5 separate regions of the Sus scrofa genome follow, and all the other regions are linked to region 3. Evidence: chromatin contacts called from public HiChIP or PLAC-seq data. All regions are on one chromosome and are shown on one strand. Each heading gives the region's core, a stretch centred on a gene start, on an enhancer-like site or on the middle of the called end of the contact. The rest is flanking DNA. Distances are from core to core; before and after follow the strand shown.

What was found. HiChIP or PLAC-seq counts read pairs in DNA pulled down with a chosen protein or histone mark.
Region 1: a contact with region 3 is called in an H3K27ac HiChIP or PLAC-seq map of skeletal muscle, with 5 times the contacts expected there. The contact joins two enhancer-like sites. A contact is called at or near these places in 3 of 47 Hi-C or Micro-C datasets (psoas muscle and skeletal muscle) and 1 of 2 datasets of contacts at active chromatin or transcription factors (skeletal muscle).
Region 2: an H3K27ac HiChIP or PLAC-seq map of skeletal muscle shows a contact between it and region 3. The contact joins two enhancer-like sites. A contact is called at or near these places in 1 of 47 Hi-C or Micro-C datasets (embryonic fibroblasts) and 2 of 2 datasets of contacts at active chromatin or transcription factors (alveolar macrophages and skeletal muscle).
Region 4: a contact with region 3 is called in an H3K27ac HiChIP or PLAC-seq map of skeletal muscle. The contact joins two enhancer-like sites. A contact is called at or near these places in 2 of 2 datasets of contacts at active chromatin or transcription factors (alveolar macrophages and skeletal muscle).
Region 5: an H3K27ac HiChIP or PLAC-seq map of skeletal muscle shows a contact between it and region 3, with 6 times the contacts expected there. The contact joins two enhancer-like sites. A contact is called at or near these places in 3 of 47 Hi-C or Micro-C datasets (liver, psoas muscle and skeletal muscle) and 2 of 2 datasets of contacts at active chromatin or transcription factors (alveolar macrophages and skeletal muscle).

What each region holds. Positions count from the first base shown.
Region 1 is chr6:152,927,589-152,930,288 of Sscrofa11.1, reverse strand. The region is part of intron 8 of FGGY (FGGY carbohydrate kinase domain-containing protein); the gene reads left to right. Among named protein-coding and RNA genes, the nearest start is that of HOOK1, 220 kb to the right of the region's middle. Within about 2 kb of position 1,353, at least 14 of the 83 cell types and tissues checked have an H3K27ac peak or open chromatin away from gene starts, as enhancers often do. A contact at or near this core is called in skeletal muscle, where this site is marked.
Region 2 is chr6:152,808,263-152,810,962 of Sscrofa11.1, reverse strand. All of the region lies in intron 14 of FGGY (FGGY carbohydrate kinase domain-containing protein), which reads left to right. Among named protein-coding and RNA genes, the nearest start is that of HOOK1, 100 kb to the right of the region's middle. Within about 2 kb of position 1,347, at least 3 of the 83 cell types and tissues checked have an H3K27ac peak or open chromatin away from gene starts, as enhancers often do. A contact at or near this core is called in skeletal muscle, where this site is marked.
Region 3 is chr6:153,506,227-153,508,926 of Sscrofa11.1, reverse strand. No RefSeq gene overlaps it. Among named protein-coding and RNA genes, the nearest start is that of JUN, 180 kb to the left of the region's middle. Within about 2 kb of position 1,281, at least 28 of the 83 cell types and tissues checked have an H3K27ac peak or open chromatin away from gene starts, as enhancers often do. A contact at or near this core is called in liver and skeletal muscle, where this site is marked.
Region 4 is chr6:152,959,191-152,961,890 of Sscrofa11.1, reverse strand. It overlaps FGGY (FGGY carbohydrate kinase domain-containing protein), which reads left to right. Exons shown (of 16, transcript XM_021097811.1): 8 at 998-1,101. Among named protein-coding and RNA genes, the nearest start is that of HOOK1, 250 kb to the right of the region's middle. Within about 2 kb of position 1,395, at least 29 of the 83 cell types and tissues checked have an H3K27ac peak or open chromatin away from gene starts, as enhancers often do. A contact at or near this core is called in skeletal muscle, where this site is marked.
Region 5 is chr6:152,975,734-152,978,433 of Sscrofa11.1, reverse strand. All of the region lies in intron 7 of FGGY (FGGY carbohydrate kinase domain-containing protein), which reads left to right. Among named protein-coding and RNA genes, the nearest start is that of FGGY, 240 kb to the left of the region's middle. Within about 2 kb of position 1,418, at least 11 of the 83 cell types and tissues checked have an H3K27ac peak or open chromatin away from gene starts, as enhancers often do. A contact at or near this core is called in liver and skeletal muscle, where this site is marked.

The DNA of each region.
Region 1 (2,700 bases), core at 104-2,603, 580 kb after region 3:
GTAACAGACAATTATCATTCATTATGCATTCAGTTGTGAATCAAAACAAACCAAACTGAAGCATTGTGTAAGTTTGGCCCCTGGTAATCCTGAATACGTGCTTGAGAGGGCGCAGTGGTAGGATTGTGGACTTCCGGCTAAAAAGCAACCGAAACGTAAATTGGGATTATGTCCCCTGTTGCCTTCAAGAAAAACAATTCCTGCATCTTAGCATGTCATGAATGGATTTTCATCATCTGACCTCTGCCTACCCTGGACTCCTGGGTCTCACATCTATTATTTGCACATCCTGCTCCATGGCTGCGTGACCTTGGGCAAGTTAGAGAACCTCTCTAAGCCTCAGTTCCCTCATCTGTAAAGTGGGAATGTAGATACCTACCTTACAGGCCTGTGGTAATTAACATGAAATTGTGCAAGAAAAGCTACTCACCCAGTCTTTTGCTCACATCACAGCATGTGCCAATTCACCATTTGTGTGATGTTTTTGTTATTTACCATATATTCTACATTCCAGCCAAATCATAACACCCACTTCAAGCCATTATTGGGCTAAGAATTTAGCCCTTTATTGAGGTGCTTAACAGAGTCTCTTGCCATTTGGGGATTAGCTGTCAGACGTCAATCACGATTACACCAAAAACTAAGGCAAAGAAAATATCTTTTTCTTCATCTGTGTTTCTCCAGGACCTAACACATAGTACGGGCTCAGTTAATTGTTTGCAAAGGAAATGTGTGACGTGTCTCTGTTTCCCAGAATCTTGATTCTTTGAAGGGCCCAGGTATTTTCCCCACAACCCTAGAAGGCAGCTATGGAAACTCTTCACAGATGAGTGCAAAGCCTCAATTAACAGAAATGCCTCAAGGGTAAACATTATTTTATTTTTTTTAAACCATCAACCCATTAGGGATACAACTTGAGATCCAAGCGATCCTCTTGGTCTGGCCTAAGAAAGGAGACCCAGACGTTCCCATGTGGCTCAGTAGTAACAAACCCGACTAGTATCCATGAGGATGTGGGTTCGATCCCTGGCCTCGCTCAGTGGGTTAAGCATCCCGAGCTGCTGTGAGCTGTGGTGTAGGTTGCAGACACGGCTCTGATCCCAAGTTGCTGTGGCAGGCAGCTGCAGCTCCGATTTGACCCCTAGCCAGGTAACCTCCATATGCCTCACATGTGGCCCTAAAACAAACAAAGACCCAGATTTCTACCATCTGAAACCTACTGTATCTCCAGATATCCACACCCTCTGCCGGCACCTCCGTTATTCTCACTTTACAAGGATGAACCGGGCCTGTCTGCCTGCTTCACTCAGAAAAGTGTAGGTTAAATATTTCCTGGCTTAACATTTCCTGGTTCAAAAAGTTAAATAATCAGCTCTCACTTGTTGATTATTTACTGGGTGCTTGCGGCATGTCAGGGATTTCTCTATGTTGCCTCTAATGTTCCCGAACATTCTGGAAGGTGAATATTCTTGTCTGTCACTGACATGGAAGAAACCAAGATTCATCAGGGTCTCATACTTTGCTGTCTGGGCTGCGATTCCCAGCCTGGCTGAACGAAGTGTCTCTTCTTTGTGGCACTCTTGGTCCTTAAAGAAGCAGTCTCACCAGCCCCTAGGCCTCATGAACCAGCACCCACCTCTCTGTATCCCCCCAGAGGCAGGCCTGGAGGGTGGAGGAGTATTTTTGCCTACCATGGCTGAGTGCTCAGTCACCGCCCTCTGCAAGCAGGCCAGTGAAGTGGAAAAATAGCTCTGACTCCTAACCCTGACATCTGTCCCTCAGGTGAGAGCCAGAGTCTCAAATTGCTGTGCCAATGACGAATGGGCCCACGCCACACACCGAGGGTATCAGCACACAGAGCGTCCTGCCGGAATTCACACATCCTGGAAGCCAGGCTGGCCCTGGTGGCCAGTTTCATTTAATCTTGTGTCTGATTGCTGCATGATGAGTGGAGAGAGTGAGGAAGTCAGAATCTTAGGGAAGCACACTGGTCTCCAGCAACCAGGCTTGGTTTGCTCTTTCCCTCGCCCAGTACCCTGGCGCCCTCTCTGTAAACCCACAGCCCAAACTAGAACCAGGCTAGGGGAAGGGCTGTGATCTTTTTGCGTTCATCTAACTTTCCTGGTTCCCAAAGAAGCAGCTATAGAAGGAAGACCATGGCTTTGGGGGGGTCAGGCAGACCCAGATCAAATTTCCCTTCTGCCACTTGGCACTTGGGTGACCATGAACAAGGCTTTGAATTTTTGTGAGCCATGACTGACTTCTTTATCTATAAACCAAAGGGAGTGGCAGAATTATCAGGAAGACTCTGTCTGAGAATATGTCTAAATTATCAGCACATAGTAGCTGCTTAGCAAATGTTAGCTGCCTTCCTTCCCCTTCCCCTTCCCCTCCCCTTTATTTGTAAGGCTTTAAAAAAAAAACACATTGTGATTGTCATTTGTTACATTGTGAGTTAAATAGACAACTGATGAATAACAGAAACTCTATTTAAACTACGCCCAAAGAACTGTAACCCTGTCCTTCATCAGGTCGGAGATTTTATATTTTACAGATAGCTGTTCCACACCGCCCCCCATTCTACTTCCACCCCCATATCCTTTTTTTCTAAGGAAATCCAGATGGGCCCTGATCCATTCTCATATACCAAAGAGCCTTGGCCTAGCCAAGGGTTAAAATCAGGCCTGCCTCACATACAGA
Region 2 (2,700 bases), core at 98-2,597, 700 kb after region 3:
TCTGTCATTGCCATGAGCTGTGGCTTAGGTCTCAGATGAGGCTTGGATCCCGCATGGCTGTGGCTGTGGCATAGGCTGGCAGCTGCAGCTCCAATTGGACACCTAGCCTGGGAACTTCCAAATGCAGCTGTTAAAAAAAAGGGAAAAAAGAAAATAAAAAGAATCTAGGCCTCCTAATTCTTAGTCTAAAACACATCTAATGCTGTCCTCCTGAACCTTTCCATCACGGTTACAAACTTTCTGTCAGCCTCTCCAAAGGGCACGGCTCGGATGTGGGAAAGATGGGCAGAAGGTCATGTTTGTCCTGGATGCTCTCTACCTTCCGCTGTAGGTCTGTCCCCCCATTGCAGGATTTCCTCTCACCTGTCAAAACTAACTAGTCCTGTGGGCCCACCTGTCAAAACTAACTAGTCCTGTGGGCCCAAATCTAGCTCCTTGAGAAGCAGCTTCTGGGGTTTCTAGAGTTACTGCCGCTCACCTGCCCAGGACTTTTTCCTGCTTGGCAGTGCTGCCTCTTGAACAGTGGACAGGCCCCTGAGCCAGGAAGATACCTGGCTCAGCCCCTGTTGGGCGGTTTCCCAGGTGAGACACGGCCTCCCCGAGCATCAGTCCTCATCTCCAGGGGGCAGACGAGGAAGGGGAAAGGGACAAATGCGAACTGCTCACTTGATCACAAACTGAATTCTATAACCACCTTTACTTTTTAAACGTAGGCTATGTGAGATAGGTAGATACTGTCATCTCCATGTACAAATGAGGAACTAGTTTAGGAAGGCAAATCACTGAGTCAAAGCCACGTGGCCAGAAAGTAAGAGAGTTGGAATCTGAACCTGGATTTGTGTGAAAATCCAAAGTATAAGCTCTTTCAAGTTCAGCAGGCCAGAGAAGGTAAGATTAGTGTGTACACACACACACACACACACACACACACACACACACACACAGTGGAAGAGTGCTTTCTACACTTGAAGAGCCACCCTCCCATGGAGGATGATGAGATTGACAATTAACCACGAGTCCAGGCCAAGCATGAAATGGTTCCAACAGACCAGTGTTAACCTCTGGGGACATTTGACTTCCATTGGGAAGTCTGGGAACCAAGGCCGTTACTCAGAGAATCTACATACAAGGAGAGGAGTGGAGGAGATATTTCACGGCAAGGGTCCCTCAGCTAGTCTGGTAGTTCTTAACTTCATCAGAGGGCTATGGCAGGCAAAACCAGCTACGTAATTGGTGGGATACGGTACAAGATGAAAATGTGGGCCCCTGGCCGGGGGCAGGGAAATCACTCATGGCTGACAGGGGACCCCCAAGGGTTTCCAGCTTCCCATTTACCCACCCAGCTCTCCATAGCAATGGGGAGTAGTGGGGAGAGCCACTGCTTGCTCCACCCTGAGATACCTGTCTCATGACCTGGCCTGTGCATTCGGCTACTCTTCCCACCCCCACCCCCGCCCATGTAACCCTGTTGCCCCTCCAGGACTGCAAGGTCAGCAGTGGGGTTGTGAGTAAAGTGCCAGAAGGCAGGGAGCAGTTAGCCAAGAACTGGTCCTGGAAAGGGAAAGGCAGCCTCAGGGCCACCAGCACATGTTCCCTTGTCCCATCAGCCTGCATCCACAAAGCATACATTCAGAGATAAAGTGAAGACTTTCAAAACAGGGATTTCAGATCACCAGACCCCAAGCTTGAGCCCTTCCTGGTGTGGAGCCCCGGGGGACTCTGCAGGTGACATATCCTCACTGCAGGTCCTTAACAAAGTTTCACCAGTTCAAGAGAAATTAAAAAACAGGGCAGTATATGGACATTTTAACACAGCTAGATATAATCAGTTTAAGTGATTTCCCTATATTCTGAGATCATGGTAACCTCTTTTTTTTTTTAACCTTTTAATGCTAAAACTTCTTTTGTGTTATGACAGAATGTTCAGAGTAAATGGTGAGTAGTGTGAGGGGTTGTTTTAAGGTCTTCATATGGCAAAACAAGAAGCTGACAATTCTTTGTAGGTCTCCAGAGGTTGGATACTGTGGTGATCCAGAGTTGGGAACTCCTGAGCTGGGCTTCCAAGAAGATAGCCTTCCTGATTGTGTCAATGCAGCCTCTTCCCCAGCTGCTGGCATCAGAGAGGCCTACGGTTAGCAGTCATTGCATATTTTAGTATTTTCTAAGTATAGCTTTGCTTTTGTGAAGTCCACAGTCTGGTGGAGTCTGTGATAAGAGGCAACACAGAATAAGGGCATCAAAATCATAATTCAAAGTCTGAAACTTCTCAGTTACCTACGGCCCCAGAGAGATGATTTCTCTAAGACTCGCAGCAGCAACAGCTCCATAGAAGTAACAGCTCCATCCACCATGGATGACAACACACCCTGGACAGACCTAGCCCAGTCTTATGTCCTGATGTAATTATTATAATTTATCATTAAAAGCAACCAGAACTCAGAGTTCCTCTGTGGCTCAGCGGATTAAGGACCCAACGTTCTTTTGTTTGTGTTTGTTTTGTTTGTTTTTCTGTCTTTTCTAGGGCCGCTCCCATGGCATATGGAGGTTCCCAGGCTAGGGGTCTAATCAGAGCTGCTGCCGCCAGCCTCCGCCAGGGCCATAGCAATGCAGGATCCAAGCCGTGTCTTAGTTAAATAGCAACGCAGGATCCAAGCCGTGTCTTCACCCACACCACAGCTCACAGCAACACCGGATCCTTAA
Region 3 (2,700 bases), core at 32-2,531:
TCCTTTGTGAGATCTTGTTCCATCCACACGCCAGCCCTGGGCGTAGGCAGTGTCTTCTCCATTTTCCAGTGTGGAAATGGAGGCTCAGAGAGGTGATCTGACTGGGCTTGGGTCGCCCAGCTTGTGAGTGGCAGAGCCTGGACACAAACCTGGCTTCTCTGTCTGCGTAAGAAGGGAATGGAAAAACATCCGTTGGAAGTACTGGGCCAAGCCTACTGAGGAAACTGGGCCCGGAAAGAGGCATTTGAATAGTAGAAAATCAACACAAATTCAACAATGATGTCTAGCTAGAGGCATCAACCATCACCCACTGCCAGGGCAGAGAGTCTATTTCTTCACTAGTAGCTGCAGGGCTTTGCACAACCAATTCATAGCAACTATTCACTCTCAACTACCTTCCTCTAAGAAGCCTCCTGGACCTTCCAAGTTTGGGCTATATGTCCCTTATTTGTTTCTGTGTAGTCCTTGTAATTGCTTAGACACCACATGCGTGTGTGCGCGCGCGTGTGTGTGTGTGTGTGTGTGTGTGTGTAAAGCCTTGAAGAATTCTGGAGGCACCTCAAGAAGGGCCTGAGAGCTATCCTTGCCTACAGAGAAGGTTGCACTGAGGGTGAGGGTGTAGACTCGTTTTTACTGGCCCTTGAGTGGAAAGGGGCCATGAGTGAAAGCTCCAGAGAGATCACTGTTAGATTCTCTTCAGGGTCAGACTGAGGTAGAACTTTCTAGTAATGAGAATCTCTCTATAAGGGGGCAGGCTGCCCTGAGACCCTGCAAGCACAGGCTGGAGAGGCAGCCACAGAGGAGACTGCACTGCAGATGGAATGGGGAGCAGATAAGACTGGACACGTCCCGACAGATGAAAGGTCTGTTGTGAAAACAAAACTCACCGCAGATTAATTTTCTACAAAGTGCTTGGCCCATCACGTGTATGAACTCATGTAATCTTGACACTGGCCTGCGAGGTAGGTGCAATCCAGTTCATGGATGAGGAAATTGGGTTCAGAGAGTTAAGTCACTGGCCCAGGAGATATTGGAAGAGCCAGGATCTAAATATGACCTGTGTCTGACCCTAGAGCTCCCCCAGGACTTAGGTGCATATAAGCTTCGCCCATGTCACCAGCACAACTTCGCTTATTTTGTTTTGTTTTCATGGGCCTCAGTTCCCCTCCAGGGTCCCTACCTCTTTGATGCCAGAAGCTGGCCAGCAGGCTAGGCCATCAGATACAGTTGGCTCTGGGAGGGTGGAGGCCTGGTCTGGGTCGTACTTTCCGGACTCGTTGGTTCCTCCTCTGCCTTCCTTTGTCTCCTTCTGGAAGGGACTCCACTGCTTGCCAGCTTGTCCCTGGACCTCTGGACACATTATGGATCCACATGACCTGGGAGGGATAAGCAGGTGACCTGAAGCATGACAGCTACAGCTAAGAGAAGGTTTCAGAAAGGTCTGTGGCTTCAGTTTCAGGCCTGATGAAAGGAAAAAAAAAATCTAAACACAAACCCAGCAGGCTGCCTGCCAGGAGTCTGTGAAACACAGTCCAAGCCAAAGCCAGTGTCGGCCAAGAGGGAAATTACAGGCCTTAAATGGGAGACTAGTCTGCAGAAAGCTCCCAGTTGTGTTTGGCATAAGTTTGTTTGCCTACATATGTGTTTATGTAGACGTATTTTTCAAAGTGTATCTCTTTATTATTTATGTATTTAGCCTCAAGACCCTTTTTAAAAACAATGTAGAAAGAGTACTTTAAAATACTTTAGCCCTTGATGATATTTGGGGCCACTCCATTTAGTTTAGTTAAAAGTCAGCTCATATTTACTGACAGCCTATTTTGTACCAGGCACTGTGCTCGGCGCTGGAGGTCTGGGGATGCAAAAGGCAGTTCCCTACCCCAAAGCAGCTCAGTGTCCAAAATAAGAAAAAGAAACGTGCACAAGTAAAGATCTCAGAATACCGTTGGAGACAAGGTCTCTCAGTTAAGTGTAGCTGGGACCCAAAGGACGGTGGAGAGGGGGTCTAGCAGGTTCTCACAGGCAGACAAAAGTGGAGGGGCCCTGGCTTGGCTGTATTCATTCATGGAGGTGTATGAGTCAGCTATTGCTGCAATAATGCTAGGTAACAAGCCACCCAAGACTCAGTCACTTACAACTATAAGAATTTTTTCTTGGGAGTTCCTTTTATGGCTCAGTGGTTAACAAACCTGATTAGGATCCATGAAGATACGGGTTCAATCCCTGGCCTCACTCAGTGGGTTAAGGATCTGGCATTGTCCTGAGCTGTGGCGTAGGTCACAGACACTGCTCAGATCCCACGTTGCTGTGGCTGTGTAGGCTGGCACCTATAGCTCTGATTCAACCCCTAGCCTGGGAACTTCCATATGCCATGGGGGTGACCCTAAAAAAGCAAAAAATAAAAATAAAATAAAATAAAAAATTTTTTTCTTCTCACTCTTGGGTTTGTGGGTTGGCTGGGTAGCTTGGGTTCCAGCTTCAGCTTAACTGGGGCTGTGGGTCAGGTGTGGGTCTGTTGCATTTGTCTCATCCTGTGAGCTAGGGTGAAAGGTAGCCTCTGGTTACTCCTTGCATGGTAAATGAGCAAGTAAGCAGACAAAAATGTAATGAAACAGGTAATACCTCTTAAAATTTCAGCCCAGAACTGCCATGCCGTCATTTCCCCCTTTTGCCCATCATTCCTTTGCCCATGATAAAGCC
Region 4 (2,700 bases), core at 146-2,645, 550 kb after region 3:
CTCTGCCCCCAGCACTTTCCACCTCCTGCTGTGACCTCGTTGGAAAGGTTTGCGTGGTTGTGGCTCCCACATCCTACCCAATGTATCATGAAGGTGCTTGCTGGGTATTTGAATAAATGACGGGCAACTCCAGGCTCTAAACACTCTCTCTGACTCTCCCCTCACAGTTGTAACTTCACTTGCCCACAAGTATCAAAGAACACGCCCCGTGTATCATTTTATGGGTAGAAGGTGCTTATGGGTATTTGGATAAATGATGGGTGACTCCGGGCTCTAAACAGTCTGACTCTGCCCTCACACTTGTAACTTCACTTGCCCAGCAAGTATCAAGGAACACACTCCGTGCAAAGCCGCCTGAGCTTATACCATTTATGGGAAACTCTCTGCTACCTGGCGTTCTTTCAACAGACACTGACTGTCAGTCACTCTGTCCTTTATTCCAAGTTCTGGGATGAGCAGTACTGAGGATGGTGACCCAGAGATCTGATCATCAGAGGATTCTGTCGCCTTCAGTGAGATGGAAATGTGATGTGTCAAACCAGAGTCCCCTCCGCCCTGCCCCTTCCCAGCAGTGTGACCTTGGACGGGTCACTCAGCCCATAGATGAGCCTTCATTCCTCTGCTGATGTGTGCCATTCATCATTTCAGCTTGATAGGCTTCCTATAAAATGAGACCGTACATATAAACATCAGCAGAGTGTCTGGGATTTTGTGAGCAAAAAAATCACTGATAGCGGGTGCCTTTATTATTCTAATGACAGTGACTTATTATTCCAGTGTTGGATGCCATACACTGACGCTGAAAGCCAAAAACAGGTTTCCTGGTTGCCCAGGCTGACCAGTGAGCCCTTTTGGTTTCTGTTTGAGACTGGTCTGCACGTCTGTTTGAGACGTGGTCTCAACGTCCTTTGGTATAAAAAAGAGAGTATCATTATGTTTGTTTTAGCTTTCTTTCCTTCTCCTTTTTCTAAGAGAGTTTTGTTTTGCTTTCTCACAGGAGTGATTGGAGCAGATGTGAGGGGGCACGGCCTCGCTTGTGAGGGACAGCCAGTGACGTCACGGCTGGCTGTCATCTGTGGAACATCTTCTTGTCACATGGGGGTGAGTCTGCCGGGTGAGGGCGGGGCTGCCACACTCGGGAGGATGGCCAGCCTGGGAGGAGGGAACCGCTGGCCCCTTTGCCCCTCAGCTCCTCCCTTCCTGCCCCCCCACCACACACACACCGTGGTTTATCTAGCTGGAAGCCCAGCCTTCCCACTAATAGCCTTGCTTATTAGATTTGCCAGACCCTTTTCCAGGGGCCAAATTCTTAAAAAGTGTGAAAAGGGTAGAGTCTGCCTTTAACATCACCCTGGCCAGAGAACCCATGGCTTGAGGGGTGAAATCGGATCCAGAGATGGCAACGCCTCGCTCCCAGACAATCTGTCCCCAATGGGTAGCTGCGTCTTCTTTGCAAAGGGGTGTCTGTTTTCCTTGGCCACTGAGCTCTCTCTCAATCAATATAAATCCATCTCCCTGGGAGCGCCCTGGTGATGTATAGAATTAGGCTGCATATCACGACTTTGAAAGAACACTGATAAGCAATTTTCACTTTGCTAATTTTTCTCCATGAATTAGTAGAAAGGCTTTCTCCAAGATTGCAGCTAAAATTTAGTGCCTGCCCTAAAATTTATATCTTCTTTAAATGCATGAGTCTGAAAGCATTCCATTTCGATAAGTACCCATTTCTACCATATTTTTATTTAAAAGTCATTACTCTGTTAAACTGAGATGGACGACTCCTTGAATTTTTCCCAGATAAGTAAAATAGGGGCGAGAGTGGTGGAGGAGGAGGAGGGCAAATGGGGGAGTGAGCGGCGGGGGCATGAGTAAGGATTAGAGTGGGGTCTGAGATGCAGTCGAGGGCAGAGGCCCTGTGACAATGGAGGGTACATATGATGCGAAACTGTTTAGCTGCCGTAGGGACCAGTGATCGTCTTGTACCATAAAATATTTTGGTTGCGTAAATATCGATACATTGACTTATTCATGGATCCTCTGCCCTTGTGTCTGGGACTGTGGCAAATCCTGGGGACACTAGGATAACATAGGGCCTCCCATTGGTGAGATGGAATTATAATAGGTATGACAGTAAAAGGCTCCACAGTATAGATGCAGATTGAGCCTGTGATACTGAGCATCTGGTAGGTACCAGGCATGGCATCGGGGGTTTTCATTTTGCAGGGGTGGTGGGGCTGTGTTTCCAGACTGGTTTCCAATCCCACATCCTCCATGAGCTAAGGATGGGCCCTTGGGCTGGGCACTTCACACCTCCGGGCCCCAGATCCTTCCTGTGCGAGATGTGGGAAGTATAATACATATCTCATAGTATCATGAAGGTGATTTGAGGCAATATAATGTGCTTCATATGAAGTGAGCCCTTTTCAAGGCTTAGTCTCTGTCATCAGCCCTCATATTATTGGGCAGAAAGGACACAGTGATTACCTGCCTGGGAGGGTCCAAGGCCACTACCTGAGAGGACTTGGTGCCAGACTTTCTCGCAGCCCTTCAAAAAAAAAAAAAAAAAAGCTTTCCTGGAGCTCCCGTTGTGGCACAACAGGGTCAGCAGCATTTTTGGGAACACTGGGACACAGGTTTGATCCCCAGCCCAGACCAGTGAGTTAGGGCTCCGGCATTACTGCAGCTGCGGCTTAGGTCATG
Region 5 (2,700 bases), core at 169-2,668, 530 kb after region 3:
ATGCTCTGTACTATGATTCTGATGTCAGAATCTGGCTTCTGAACACAAGGAAAATGAAAAGTCTTGAGGTAATACAACATAGGAGTTCAAATCCTGGTTTGAACACCAATCCTAGTTCCATCTGCTGTCTCTGTGACCTTGGGAAGTTGCTTGATACTTCATGCCTCAGTTTTTTTCCTCTCTGAAATGGGTATAGTACTTGCACGCACCTCATAGAGTTGTTTGAAGAATAAATGAGCGACATTCTGTAAAGCTCTTTAGTGTCTGGCAGTGCCGTGTATATTTAGCTATGATTGATGGGATCTAAACGAATGTGTATTATGAATGATAGAAGTGTTCAAGGCGAAGTCATTCTTTTATTTTAAAAAATACGTGATATTTTCCTTTTATGTGCCAGGCATTGTTGTAGATGTTTGGACATAGTGGTGAATAGAGACAAGTTCCTGCTCCTATGAAGCTTCCTTCTTGTTGGGAGTGTCCATAACCTCCCATAGAAACATACTCATGAATATTTTTATATACACAGTATGCATGCATACAGAGTATGCATGCACATGTGTGCTTGTGTATCCACATATATGTTTATGTGCACATCTGTCTGTGCATGTGTATATGTGTGTGTTTGTGCATATGTGTGCACAGATGTGCCTCTATTGGCATGCTCAGCAATGTGCATGTACGGCTGAATGCTTGTGCATATGTGTTTGTGTACATGTATGTATACCAGTATACATATGTGTGTGTGCATATGTATATGCACATTTGGATATGTGTGTTTGTGCATGTGTGGGCATATGTGTACATGTGTGTATTTGTATATGCATCATTATGTGTTTATCAGGTACTGCTAAGTGTTATTAAGAACAGGTCTGTGTAAAGCAGTAGAGAGTGCCAGGAGTGAGAGAGTGCCAGTACAGAGAGTTCTGGAAAGTTTAATCCAGAGTGGTGACATTTGAGGAAACTGACCTCAATGAAGAGAGGGAACATTTTATGGTATAAGAAGCAAGGTAGCAGATAATTCAATTAGCAAATATGTGTTAGACCCATACTTGGCCTCAGATGCCATGTAGGGCATGGGGGCTGCCAGGCTGAAGATGATCCAGTCTTTTCTCTGGAGGAGCTTAGCAGCTGGTGGAGAAGGCAGACCTGTCATCAGAAAAATCCCATTGTAACCTTCACACTGCCTTTCCCAGATGTGAGGGAAGTGTCACAAGAGCACACGGAATGGATCAACCAGCTCTGCCAGGACAAGTGAGGGAAGCATCACGTAGGAGGTGCAAATGGGACAAGCATTTCAGGAGGCGGGAATGGAAAGTGAAAAGAGTGTGGAAAAGCCTGACTCCATCATGGGTCTTTTCAGTATGGCAAACTTGTTGTGCAAGTATGAGGAAACAGTGAGAGAGGGCCAGGAAATCAGAGCTGTGTACCATGTGTGGATTCTGAACTCCCAGCTTTGCCACTTGTTAGGAGCAAGTTACTTAACTGCTGTCTCAGATTTCCCTTCTGTAAATGGGGATGACAACAGCGCCTCCTCTGGTGGTTGTACTGTACTGGCGCCATTTCCTGACCTGTGTGAGCAATCAACAAGTGTCAGCTCTTCCAGGTCAGAAGCTCAAATGTAAAAAGCCTTGAATTCTAAGTTGAGGAAATTGGATGCTGAAAATCAACCTATCATTCAAATAGCTTCCTTGGCACTGACTGTCGTGTGAAAACTGTCAAGTGTTCTACCTGAAGAATTTGCCTTTGGGCAAGCAGCTAGGATTTGTCATACCAATGGGTGATACTGCAAAGGAACAGATAAAGCAGTAAAAAAAAAAAAAAAACAAAAAAAAAAACCTCATTTTATCTTAGAACAAAAGTTCACTTCAATGGAATGGAGCAGATATTTGTTTTCCCAGGCCCTGGAAATTCAGACATAGCTCACTTGCTGCCAGGGCTTTGCACTCCACCTTTGTAATGTTTGTTACTCAAACTGCAGAAGCATAGCTAGATGGGAAAGTACATTTCTCCATCTCCGACTTCTGTATCTCAGCACCAGGCCTGAGGCTGGAGGATGCTGCTTTTCAGGGTCTCATACCCACTCTGATCTTGGCCACTGTCTTAGTGAGAGGATTTTTGCCTCTGCTCCTGTCTCTTCATCCCATTATCTCTTCTCTTTCTTCAAATCGAAGTAGAGAGTGTACAAAGTCTGCCCAGGCTCACTACAGTCTGAGCTGCTGAATATTCTTCCAGAGCCTTCTAGTATTTCTGTGCCCATCCCTCTGAATATTCCATCTTCATTTTATCGATGACAGTGTCAGATTTTCCCACTAAACTTTCTTCTGTTCCCATTTTGACTAGAACTAGAAAGTACTGTTTGCTAGAAACTGCAAATGGAAAATATAAAGAGAGACAACATGAGAAAATAGATTATTTACATTATTTCCAGTTATCCATAGTAGATTGAAATCATAATATAGATCATCTAAAAAATGAGTATTTTATTTTGAACATAGAATGACATAGGATTTTTTTATTAATTAAGTTTTTTTTAGGATATAGTTGATTTACAGTGTTGAGTCAATTTCTGTTGTATAGCATAGTGACCCAGTCATTTTTTTTCTCATATTATCTTCTATCATGGTCTATCTCCTGATACTGGATATAGTTCCCTGTGCTATACAGTAGGACCCCATTGCTTATCCATGATCCATTCTAAAT